Linked DNA regions of Rattus norvegicus: regions 2 and 3 are each linked to region 1. The links are chromatin contacts, called in public Hi-C maps. All regions are on one chromosome and are shown on one strand. The core of a region is the stretch at or near the end of the contact, and the rest is flanking DNA. Distances in the headings are between cores, read along the strand shown. Region 1 holds the start of Patl1 (PAT1 homolog 1, processing body mRNA decay factor). Region 2 holds the start of Mrpl16 (mitochondrial ribosomal protein L16). Region 3 holds the start of Stx3 (syntaxin 3).

Region 1 (3,645 bases), core at 706-3,205:
CATCACATTTATGTAGTCATTTAAAGTTGGACCCTTTAAATGATTTTTTAAGATTTATTGTAGATGAACACACAATTTCTTTATATAACTGTCTGAAATAGTGGTAATTATAAATGAACACTTTATTATCATGCAACCTTTTCAACAAAATTACATCGTCCTCACTATATCCATGTCGTTTTCTCAATGCTTTTAAATCTGTCCATCTTTCTTCCTCTTTCCGGTAGGACTAAACTCTAGCCAGAAAGCAGAAAGCAATCATTTTCAGCCAGAATGCAGATTAAATATTAAAAAAACAATCACAACTTCTTGTTCTACTCTTATAAAGTTGCCTAATAGGAAACTTGAAAAAACATTTTAATTTCTTTTTATTTTATATGCATTGGTGTTTTGCCTGCATACATGTATATGTGATGGTGCTAGGTCCCCTGGAACTGTAGTTACAAGTTATGAGCTGCCATGTGGGTGCTGGGAATTGAACCCAGGGTTTGTGGGAGAGCAGCCATTGCTCCGGCTCCCAGACAACTCTCCCAGACAACTTCTGAGGACCCACTATGTCTTCACACTCTATACTAGGTACTAAATCTCAGTCCCTTAAACTGTAATTCTGAGCCAAACACAACTTGATGAAAGAAATCTGTGTGAAGATCAAAGGAGGCAAAGATTTTAGAAAGCTGAATATTAGCTAGACTCACCATAACATCTTGGGTATGTTCTACTTTATTTTGTTTTAGTTACTGTTTCTCTAGGTACAGGATGGCTTAGCACTCCTGATTCTCCTGCCTCAGCCTCCAGGGAGTAAAGATCACTAGACAAGCTTAGTAAGTATATGCTAATTTCAATCATTTCTCCCAATTCAAATTTATTCAGTTTACCAAGTTTTCTTTGCTTCTGGCAACTTATATTCACAGTATCTCATCATCACTCTTCATCTTTTCACAAAGTGAGTTGAGTCACATATGTAAAGTCAAGCATTCTATTGTTTTCAATGTTCAAAGATTCCAAAATGGAATTCCACACAGTAGTGTTACAGCTTGTGATATAACTTACCTGGGAACTCTGAAGGGCCTTTCTACCCAATCTTCCTCCCCTAAAGAGCCAGTCCTGCAACTGCCTCCATACCAGAAGCAACTTCTAGCAACTCTTTATATCACAACGATCTACTGGGCCAAATCAGGATGGCTCAGTAAGGATTTTCCTAGCTCAGTCCCTAAACTATAAATCCGGAATCTGTTTGGCCCCAAGATTAGGAGTTGCTCAAGGTCACACAGCAGTAAATGACCGTCAGCAAACAGCTACATTCTCCAGGCGTCACCAAACCCACACTTTCCTCCATTCACCTAGAAGGAACTTCTGGGGGACACGCCCCCTCCCCACTCCGAGCCTTCCTTACAAGCTGACTTTAGTCTCAGCCCAAGGGCCAGTTCCTAACCCTCCACCTGACCGCTGCCCGCGTACACACGGGTGTGTGTAATCCGGGTGAAGGGGTTCCGGGTGCAGGGCGGGAAACGCTTCCGTGGGCATTCCCCGGGGATTTTGCCACGGAGTAGGAGCAATGCAGGTCTCCAAGGCAGCTCCACGAGCGGAGGCGCAAGGAAAGGGTCAGGTTACCGCACTTAACGGGCTCTCCCAGCCGCAAACCAGCGGCCGGCTCTAGCCAGTCCCGCCCCCCGAGGTGCGCTTCGGGCCCCACCCGAGCCCGGCGGCCGAAGCCAGGTCGCCAGCCGTCCGCGCCCTGCCCCCTCCTCAGCCGCACAAGACCCGCGCGACGGGCAGCAGAGGAAAAAGGGGGCGCGCGGGCGAGGGAGGGGTCATTTCCGGTCGCAGCCACTCACCTCGTAGCGGAACATTCTTGGGGAAGGGGGAAGGGAGCGGGGAGGGGAGTGGGGGGAGGGAGGGAAAAAAAGCGCCGACTCCCCGGGCTGCTCCGCGCGCGCGGGTCTCCCACCGGCTCGCGACCCCTGGCCGCCGCCGTACGCCGGAGCGTGCGTGGGGACGTGCGCAGGCGCGCCTCGGGCTGGGCGGGCGCCTCGGCGGCTGCAGCTGCGCGGGGACAGATTTGGCGTTTGACTTCCTAGTGTGAGCGGCGGGAAAGAGATCCCTAGGCAAGACACTGCGCACGCGCGGCCGTCGGGGCTGAACCAGAGAGCCTGAGCTTGCGGCTCCTCCTCCGTACTCCCAGCGGCACTCTTGCGCTGTGCTTTTCAGTCACGAGATTCCCGTCACTGACTGGGCGGAGAAAAGCCTTGTGAATGTCACAGGATGCGACCCTAAAGCGACTGCTGAGAAAATCGGGGATTTTATTTTTGGGTGGTTTCACCTAACGTCCAGTGCCCTTCTCGGGGTGCCTGGACTTGATCTGTGAGGGGGAATAGTGTGGAAAATCAGTGTTCTGGAAAGGGACGGGTCGCTGGCTGAATCAGCAGGGAGACCAAGGCTGTGATTAATAGAGGCCAAAGTGTTGACAGCATCTGTTTTCAGGAAAAAGACAAGGCACATTTAAAGAGGGTTATTTAAAGTGATATTTTTAGATGCCAGGCGCTTCAGGCCGTTGGGAAGCGGGAGAGCCCTAACGGGCCGCGCAGCCTTAGGGTTGGGGTCACCGTAGCAAGGTCAGTGAGCTTGAGTGCGCTGTAGACAACCATTTCCGTTCAGGATCAAGCCCAGAGGAGTTTGCTCAGCTTGCAAGCCTCAGCACCCTGGTTCTAGCAGCTTTGGTGCTTTATTGCCTCTAGTGAGTCCGTCTGAGTGGGTGTCTTAATTTTTATTTTATTTTTGAAACAGGGTTTCTCTGTGTAGCACTGGCTGTCTTGTTATTCACTCTGTAGACCAGGCAGCATAGCTCCTCCTGCCTTTGCCTCAGAGTGTTGGATTAAAGGGGAACAATGTCACTCACTACCCCCTGGCTCTTGTCTCACCTGGGAATGAATGGTGCACTTTAATTCCTTAACACATGACTGTTAACGGGACTGGGTTAATCAACTAGCTTACTATAAGCATTGGATTTGAAAATAGAAGTTCTGGATTGGGAAATGTCAGTTTTTCCACTGCTATGAGAAACTGGGCATGTTTTTCTAAACATCTGACCCTTCATGTTTTCTTTCATAAAATGGGTATAATTATATCTATCTCACCAAGTAGAATACATTCTCTGCTCTAAGTAGATAGCCTTAAGCCTCTCACTGCAAAGTGTTGCAGGGTTGGGTAGCTAAAATGTCTGAATTCCTAAATCGGATCACTTAAGAGCAAATCCACTTGACTCTTTCTTTCTTTCTTTCTTTCTTTCTTTCTTTCTTTCTTTCTTTCTTTCTTTCTTTCTTTTTTTTTTTTTGCCTCCCTCCCCAATCCACTTGACTCTTAAAGAGAAGGCAAGGTAAGCTAGTAATTGATTTTCAAGAGTTATGAAACTTTCGTGTGAGGTAACAGGCTCTTACGATTATCAAAGTACCAAGAGGCCATTTAGACCAAGAGCTATCAAACTCTGGTCAGACTTATTTTGTAAGCCTGCCAGCCCGCATTTACAAAATGTCTTTTGTTGGTTTGCTACTGTTTATTAGTTTTGTATTGTGACCAAAATCCTGAGCAGACAATATAAACGGAAAAAAGTTAATTTAGACTCAGGTTTCAGAGGGTATAATCCGTGCT
Region 2 (3,645 bases), core at 551-3,050, 200 kb after region 1:
ATAATTTTCACCTAGGCCAAGAATCATAATTGGGCAGGTGGTATTCTAATCTCCACTTTAAAGAAGAGGAACTTGGGCTGGAGAGATGGCTCAGTGGTTAAAAGCACTGACTGCTTTATCAGAGGTCCTGAGTTCAATTCCCATAAACCACATAGTGGCTCACAACCATCTGTAATGGGATCTGATGCCCTCTTTTGGATTATCTGGAGATAGCTACAGTGTTCTCATATAAATAAAATAAATCTAAAAAAAAAAAAGAAAAAAGAAGAGGAACTTAAGGTGTAGAGACTAGAGACATCTCACAATTAACCCAGTTAAAACATAAAAGCCAGAAGCATGTTATTTTTAAAAAAGAAGAAAAGGGGCCACTGTTCCTCTGTATTCTAGTGGGGGCACAGAACACTATACTGTAGAAAAAAATTGTCCTTCAATTCTGTTGGGAAACTTACAAACTAGGATTTCTCTGGTCTATTAACATCTTTACTCTCCATATGCGAACTTGAGAAAAACAATTGTGATTGATTTAAAAAAATATGAAAAAGAACGGCTCCATGATAGAAATAAACAAAACAGGAAGCCTCAAGAAGTCATCAGATTATCAGTGTCATTAAAAGTTGGTGTTCCAGGTTATAACCCCACCCCCCACCCCGGGCTTCCATGAGCAGCTACTGTGAAACCCGGTAACACTTTCTTTTAGAAGTCAGTATGCATTTCTAAGCGCACACAGCACTTTATTAAGAATTTTATGAGTGTTTTGCCTACATGTATTGATGCGCAGAAGAGGATGTAGGAATCTCTGAGGCTGGGATCACAGACGGTTATGAACCATTCTGTGGGTTCTGAGAACTGAACCTGGGTTCTCTGCAAGAGCAACACATGTTATTAACTGCTGAGCCATCGCTCCAGCCCACAAGACCCTCAGATGTCCAGGTCATTTGCATTTTGGGAGTTTTTAGTGTATTAAAGAGTAAAGTTAGATTTACAGGACTGCAGTGCACCTGGTTACTATTGCTAACTGTCTGCATATATGAACTATTATTGAGCGAAGATAAAAAATCTAATAAATGCCCAGTTAGTGCGGACTGGGTAGATCATGGGCCACACAGATCAGTGGTAGGACGCCTGGGAACTAGCCCAATAGTTACTTGCTTTGCAACAGCGAGGGACTTCGTTGCCTCTAATGCTTATCAGAACACTGCTTGGCAGCACAGTTCTCCTTCCTTACATATATCTGTTGAATCACTCAGGAGGGAGGAAGCACAAGCACACCTACGATGTCTTTTATCAGAGGGAAAAAAAGTGGAAATGATAAGTACTTACTTTCAAAAGTTGGAACTGGGAGGAGCGTCTTCAGACCAGCACTGGTGGGAAGGGCTGCCCAAGTATCTACAAAGACAAATCAAACCATTGTTGTTATACTCCGGATCACTCCTGGCAGAGGTGTCTAGAAGTATGGGGGTACGAGTTCCACTAAATGTGTTCCCAAGGCAACAACTAGGATCACGGAGCACCGTCTCCCGCACAAGACCAGGACCCATGCATCCGCATAGTGGAGGCGGAGGAAGGAAAGCGCAGGTCCTATTGGAGTAAGCATATACTTTGGAATGTGGGGAGGAAGAACAGGGAGATGCCTTTTTAAAAGATCAAACGGATTTTCTGACCTGAAAAGTGCATCCGCCAGAGCGGCGCGGGCGCGCGCGTCAGTAGCCTCCACATGGCCACGCGCGTGCAGCCGGGTCGGGATTCTCTCGGCGACAACAGTACCTTTCCTCAGTTCAGCGCTCGGTCGCCTGCGGACACAAGACCGGAAGTGGCGTATTCTGTTCCATCTTTTACAGAGTCCTGACGGAAGTGGAGGAAATTTGAGCCCAGCACCTGGTTCCGGAGCAGGTATCTGCAGGTTAAAAGTCACGCAGGCCAAGCCACGCCCAATGTGTTTCAAGTTTCCTTGAGGGTTGGCTGTTTTTTTGTTTTTTGTTTTCCTGCTTAATGATCGCTCTGGGTTTACTTCTTAATGTAGAAAGCTGTGAAAGCCTGAGGTTTGGTGGTAGGCAAGTTGTTGCCTTAACTTTCCCTACATTTTTGTCCCTTCTCTAGGGACATAGAAAGATACCATTGATTTATCATTGGCTTACTTACTGTGCGTTTGCTGAATTTGGTCTTGACAAATCTATCATAAGAGCTGTAGCTGGACCAACCGGCTGGGTTCGATCGCCTGTCCTCAATATGCTAATTAAAAGAAAATAAGGGCGAAAGCTATTCATTTAAGGTGGCTTCACTTGGAGTAACAGATGACAGGCTCCAATGACCATCCAAGATTGTCTTCATTGCCCTGAAATGAGCTTTAAGCCTGCATCTGTCCGTCCATCCATCTATCTATCTATCATCTATCTATCTATCTATCTATCTATCTATCTATCTATCTATCTATCTATCTATGAGACTAGAATCTCTATGTAGTTCTGTCTGTCCTGGAATTCACTATGTAGATCAGGCTGGCTTCAAACTCACAGAGATCTGCCTGCCTCAGCCTCCTCAGTGTGGGATTAAAGACACGTACCACACCTGGCATCTTTAAGTTTAAATAGAGGACGAATTGGGGCATTGAATGGGGAGTGGGCTGAAAAGTATGCATAATTAAGCAGTCCAGGATTAGGTGTCTGGTTGATCATTGCTTCAGTTCCGATTTGGCACAGTGGTCATCTCAAGCTGGCACAGTTTAACAGGATTAATCTGTTTCTATAAATGATCAGTTTGGTTTCAAGATTTAGCCTTGTCTTCACAGAAGTGGGGCAGTGTTCTGTCTTCAAATTTTTCCCTTCAAGAATTCCCAGAGAGGGCTGGAGAGATGGCTCAGCGGTTAAGAGCACCGGACTACTCTTCCAGAGGTCCTGAGTTCAATTCCCAGCAACCACATGGTGGCTCACAACCATCTGTAAAGAGATCCGATGCCCTCTTCTGGTGTGTCTGAAGACAGCTACAGTGTACTTATATATAATAAATGAATAAATCTTAAAAAAAAAAGAATTCCCAGAGAAGGAGCTGGAGAGACAGCTGGGTAGTTAAGGGGATTGGCTGCTGTAGTGAATGGATTACACCATAATTTAATAACAAAGGGAAATGAAATAATGTATATTATACTTTTGGTAATAGTGGGCATATTATTTTTCCTGAGGCTGGAGCTTTGTAATCATTAGAACAAGAGGATTTGTATCCAAGCATTTAGGAGACAGAGGGGATTAGCAAACGAGACCGATGTCTGCTGTGTTTAACTCATGTTAAATCTGTCTGCCCTTAAGAATTACCTTCACAACAGTAAGTACAATCTACAATGCTTGTAGATAAGCTATACTGGGGAAATTGCTTACAAACCTATACACCTGTGCAACACATCTGCTTCCCAAGTATTAGTAGACTTTACAAATCCACCCTTTTAACTTGTTTACCTTTGTAAAGACCGCATTCCATTTTCTGCCCTGGCAAAAGACCACATTTTGAAGGACCAGAGAGGGGTCAGGACTCCAACTCCCCCCCCCTTTTTTTTTATTAACTTGAGTATTTCTTATATACATTTCAAGTGTTATTCCCTTTCCAGGTTTCCGGGCAAACATCCCCCTCCCCCCTCCCCTTCCTTATGGGTGTTCC
Region 3 (3,645 bases), core at 819-3,318, 150 kb after region 1:
TAATGCATCTTTCTGATTATACAATGGTCTATGCTTTTCATTGCCTTATAACAATTGTCCAGCCGTCTATTAATGGAAATGAAAACTTTGTCTACAGAAGAAGCACAGTTTCTTCTCCCACCTCTCCAGAGCTGGTTTTGCATCAAGTAACCTATTCATTTCAGCAGTCTTGCTGTTTGTGGATCTGAATGAATTTAACCTCTTACTGGTTGCTTCATTAATAAGCTAAGCAGCAGTTAAAATATTATTCATTTATATTTGCATGAGGGTCACAATTTTACCCTTTTGAAATTATTTATATTGTTTAAAATAGTTTTCTGGGACCTTGAATTGTTTTTTACTCCTATGAATGTTTTTGCCTGCATATATCTGTACATCACATGTGTCAACCTCTGCAGAGCCCAGAAGAGGGCGTCGCATCCCCTGGAACTGTGTGTCACAATGTGGATGCTGGGAATTGAACCCAGGTCCTTCAGTCGGTGCTCTTAACCACAGGGCCATCTTTGCAGCCTGAAAGCAATCGCGCCTTAACTGGAATCCTGTGTTCTTGTTTCAAAATGAATCCATCCTCTTTCCTGACTTCTGTCGAGATCTCAGATGTCTACACTTCTGGAGCTTTTCATTGTAACCCCTATTACGGGAGAGGTTGAAACAGGAGAGTGGCAAGTTCAAAGCTTGCCTGGGCAATTTAGGGAGATTCTGTAACAAGAGAACAAAAGGGCTGATGCTGGAGAAAGAGGTCGGAGGTGGAAAGTTTTCCAAGTGTTTGCTAGGCGGGAGGTTCCGCTTTGGGGTTTACGACCACCGGGGGCGTGGAAGCTTTCGCAGTCCGGGCAAGGCCAGTATCAGGACAGGAGCGGGATTAGACAGGAGAGAGGATTAGAGTAAAGAACCGCAGGGTTGGCTCAAACAGCTCAAGCCCTGCCTTACTTGACTATCTTTATGGCAGCAGAGGAAGTCAATAGGAACGTGCACATCGCAGAGGGTAAAGTCCGGTTGTAATTAACAAAGTATCTATGGCCTTTAAAATTGAACGGAAAGCCGAGGATACTTCTGGAATTTGAGACCAAGTCTTCGCTAGCTCCAATTGTTGACCACTATACTGGTTGATAGACATTTGTTACCCAAAACCAAATAGGGGAGGGGAATAGGGGCATGGTTGAAGAGGAAGGGCAGTGAGAGGAATCACACTTTTCTAAAAAATCAAATCAAATCCCGGGGCTTTTTACAGCAAGGAGGAGAGAGGTGGGCTTAAGTTTTCTAAATCAAACGTCTTTAGATCCTATAATCCTGCCAGATAGTTACAAGTTAGTCACTTCTTGTACAGGCTTCGCAGCAAATTGCTAAGCAGTTTCTGATTTATTTATTGATTAATTTATTTAGCTATGGAAACTGAGTCCTCTAGAGGATCAGGATTTCCTTAAGTTATTCAAATTGTTAGTAAAAGGTTACTGAACCACGTACACGTCTAGGAGAGGCCCCAAAGCCACTAACAGTATAATCCCTCAAATTCCTCGCCGCTGCCAGATCCAGGGCATTTCATCTGCAGTTACGCTTCACCGGAACAGGTCTCTGAGCCTGGGCCACGCAGATTCTATACCTCGCAGGTCCTTTCTTTAAGGCAGTGTATCTCTTGAGTATCGTGGGATCATCACTTTGCCTTATCAAGGGAGCAGGCACCAGCTTGTCTTCAACCGGACGAGTCCGTAGATGGCTGGACAATAAGCACAGTGAGGAAAATGCCAAATCGAAGCCAGACAGATCCCCTCTTTTTTTCTCTGCCTTTCATGGGCGGCGGAGGGAGGATATCCCCGAATGCTTCCGGCATTGGAGCGCGCGCTGTCCCTTTAAGCAGGAGCGCGGGGCGCGGCTCAGGTATGGGGCGTGTCCAGGGGGCGGGCGAGCCCTGAGCCGGCTCTGTCTCGCAGCCGGATTTGGAGCAGGGCGCCAGCGGGGGCCGGAGGGGGCGGCGCGGCGGACCTCGGTGGCCTCGGACGCTCCTCCTCGAGAGCGGCCGCCGCCCGCCTCCGCCCGTGCTAGCGCTGCTCTCTCGCCCTGGCCGGCACCCCCGCAGTTGCTCCAGGCCGCTCACTTGGGACGCGCTTACCTGAGACAAGGCGCCTGCCACCCTCACCTGGACCAGGATGAAGGACCGACTGGAGCAGCTGAAGGCCGTGAGTCCGCCGCGCTTGGGGATCAGGCGGGCCCGGGGCTGCGGGGATCCGCCGTCAGGAGAAGTGACGTGGGAGAAGGGCTTTTCCTAGCTCCCCTAACCCAAGCCGCAGGGGTACCCTGCGCGCTAGGCCTCACTCTCCAAGCCCCCGCCTCATCCCGCAGAGTTTTGAACCCTCCCCTCCCCTGTAGGGTCATGTGCTCGGTGATTCATCACCTAGCTGCGATTTCCCTGGACGCCCGCAACCTCCTACTTCTGCTCCCCTAAAGCTGGACAGGGTTCCTCCAGAGCTGGACCCACTCGGGTACTTGAAATCAGCGGGGCTAATGGAAAAGTCAGGGGGCTCACTGCACCAGCTGTCTTCTGCAGCCAGGCACTGTGACCCAAACTGTCCTCCTCCTCTTTCTGTTTTCCTCCCAGAGCACCGGGCAGGGATACTCCATCCCGGGAGTAGCTGAAAGTTCCGGTGACTTCCGGAGCACTGAGCCTGTTAGGTGCTGGGATGGGCACCTCTCCTCCCATTCAGTGGTCTGTAATTATTTTGTCTTGAATGCCTTGAGACAGCTGTGGTCGTCTGCCGCACAAAAGCTGAAAAGCTTAGGTCACTTACTCTTTTGAGCCTATTTCCTTGTTGGTCAAGGGAGAATCTTCCTTCCTTCCTTCTGTTATGAAGATTGAATGACACAACGGGACTTGACATAGGGACGTGCTGAGGCGTCATTTTTTTTTGAAATATAGATTCATTTACTAAGTCACTGACTACATTCTAGGGGGCATGGCTAGTGTGAAACTTTGGGAACCCACCCAGTGATACAGGCTACCAGTTAATGGGATATAAAGTGCGGTCCTGGATACTCAACAGTGGAGTCCACCTCCTAGCTAGCCTAGAAGTGAATCAGCTTAGGCCTCAAACTGGACCTGGGGAAGGTCTCACTGAGGCTTCCCAGGAGATTAATGAGCTTCTTACGGTAGGGAAGTATTAGTCTGCATTAGCACTGGGGTTTTGTCCTGGCCCTATTCTTACTGGTTACTCCTTAAACTCCTAGCTTAAGTTTGGTTATCTGAAAAATGAGTAATTGTGTAAGCTAAGAGCCAGTGAACTGCAGAAGAGCCCTTTGTATGACCCCTAGGACTTATGCTAATAACTGTTACTGTTTCTCCCCCATCCCTCCCCTCTGAAATGAAATAGAAATGCTGGTGAGAGTGTGTTGGTGTTGTCATTGTTTTACTTTGCATGGATGAGATCTTCCTCACCCAGTTTGCATGCTCTGGATCCTGGGCTGGGGAGTAGGTTTGGGAGATAGAGAAAGGAGGGAAGGAAGGGACCGTTACTTATTGTGGGAGGCAGCCTCTGTCCCCATATTTGCTTTTTCACCTTTGAGCCTCAGGGCATCCTGGTTAACTGGCGGGCAAACTACTTCTTTTGTAGTTGGGGAACCTTGGTGGAGCTCCCTCTGGATGGGAGGGGTGCC

The links. A called contact is a pair of places that touch in the nucleus more often than the background predicts.
Region 2: a Hi-C map of prefrontal cortex shows a contact between it and region 1, with 4 times the contacts expected there. The contact joins the promoter of Mrpl16 here to the promoter of Patl1 in region 1. A contact is called at or near these places in 12 of 12 Hi-C or Micro-C datasets (the A7r5 cell line, the Rat2 cell line, Schwann cells and 7 more) and 1 of 1 datasets of contacts at active chromatin or transcription factors (oligodendrocytes).
Region 3: a contact with region 1 is called in a Hi-C map of Schwann cells, with 2.2 times the contacts expected there. The contact joins the promoter of Stx3 here to the promoter of Patl1 in region 1. A contact is called at or near these places in 4 of 12 Hi-C or Micro-C datasets (Schwann cells, frontal cortex, kidney and 1 more).

The regions. Positions count from the first base shown.
Region 1 is chr1:218,254,185-218,257,829 of GRCr8, reverse strand. Patl1 (PAT1 homolog 1, processing body mRNA decay factor) reads right to left here and starts at 1,955. Exons shown (of 19, transcript NM_001108520.2): 1 at 1,836-1,955. The coding sequence starts at 1,850.
Region 2 is chr1:218,056,594-218,060,238 of GRCr8, reverse strand. Mrpl16 (mitochondrial ribosomal protein L16) reads right to left here and starts at 1,800. Exons shown (of 4, transcript NM_001009647.1): 1 at 1,662-1,800; 2 at 1,321-1,386. The coding sequence starts at 1,716. It also overlaps a transcript of Stx3 not described here.
Region 3 is chr1:218,108,889-218,112,533 of GRCr8, reverse strand. Stx3 (syntaxin 3) reads left to right here and starts at 2,068. Exons shown (of 11, transcript NM_031124.2): 1 at 2,068-2,174. The coding sequence starts at 2,145.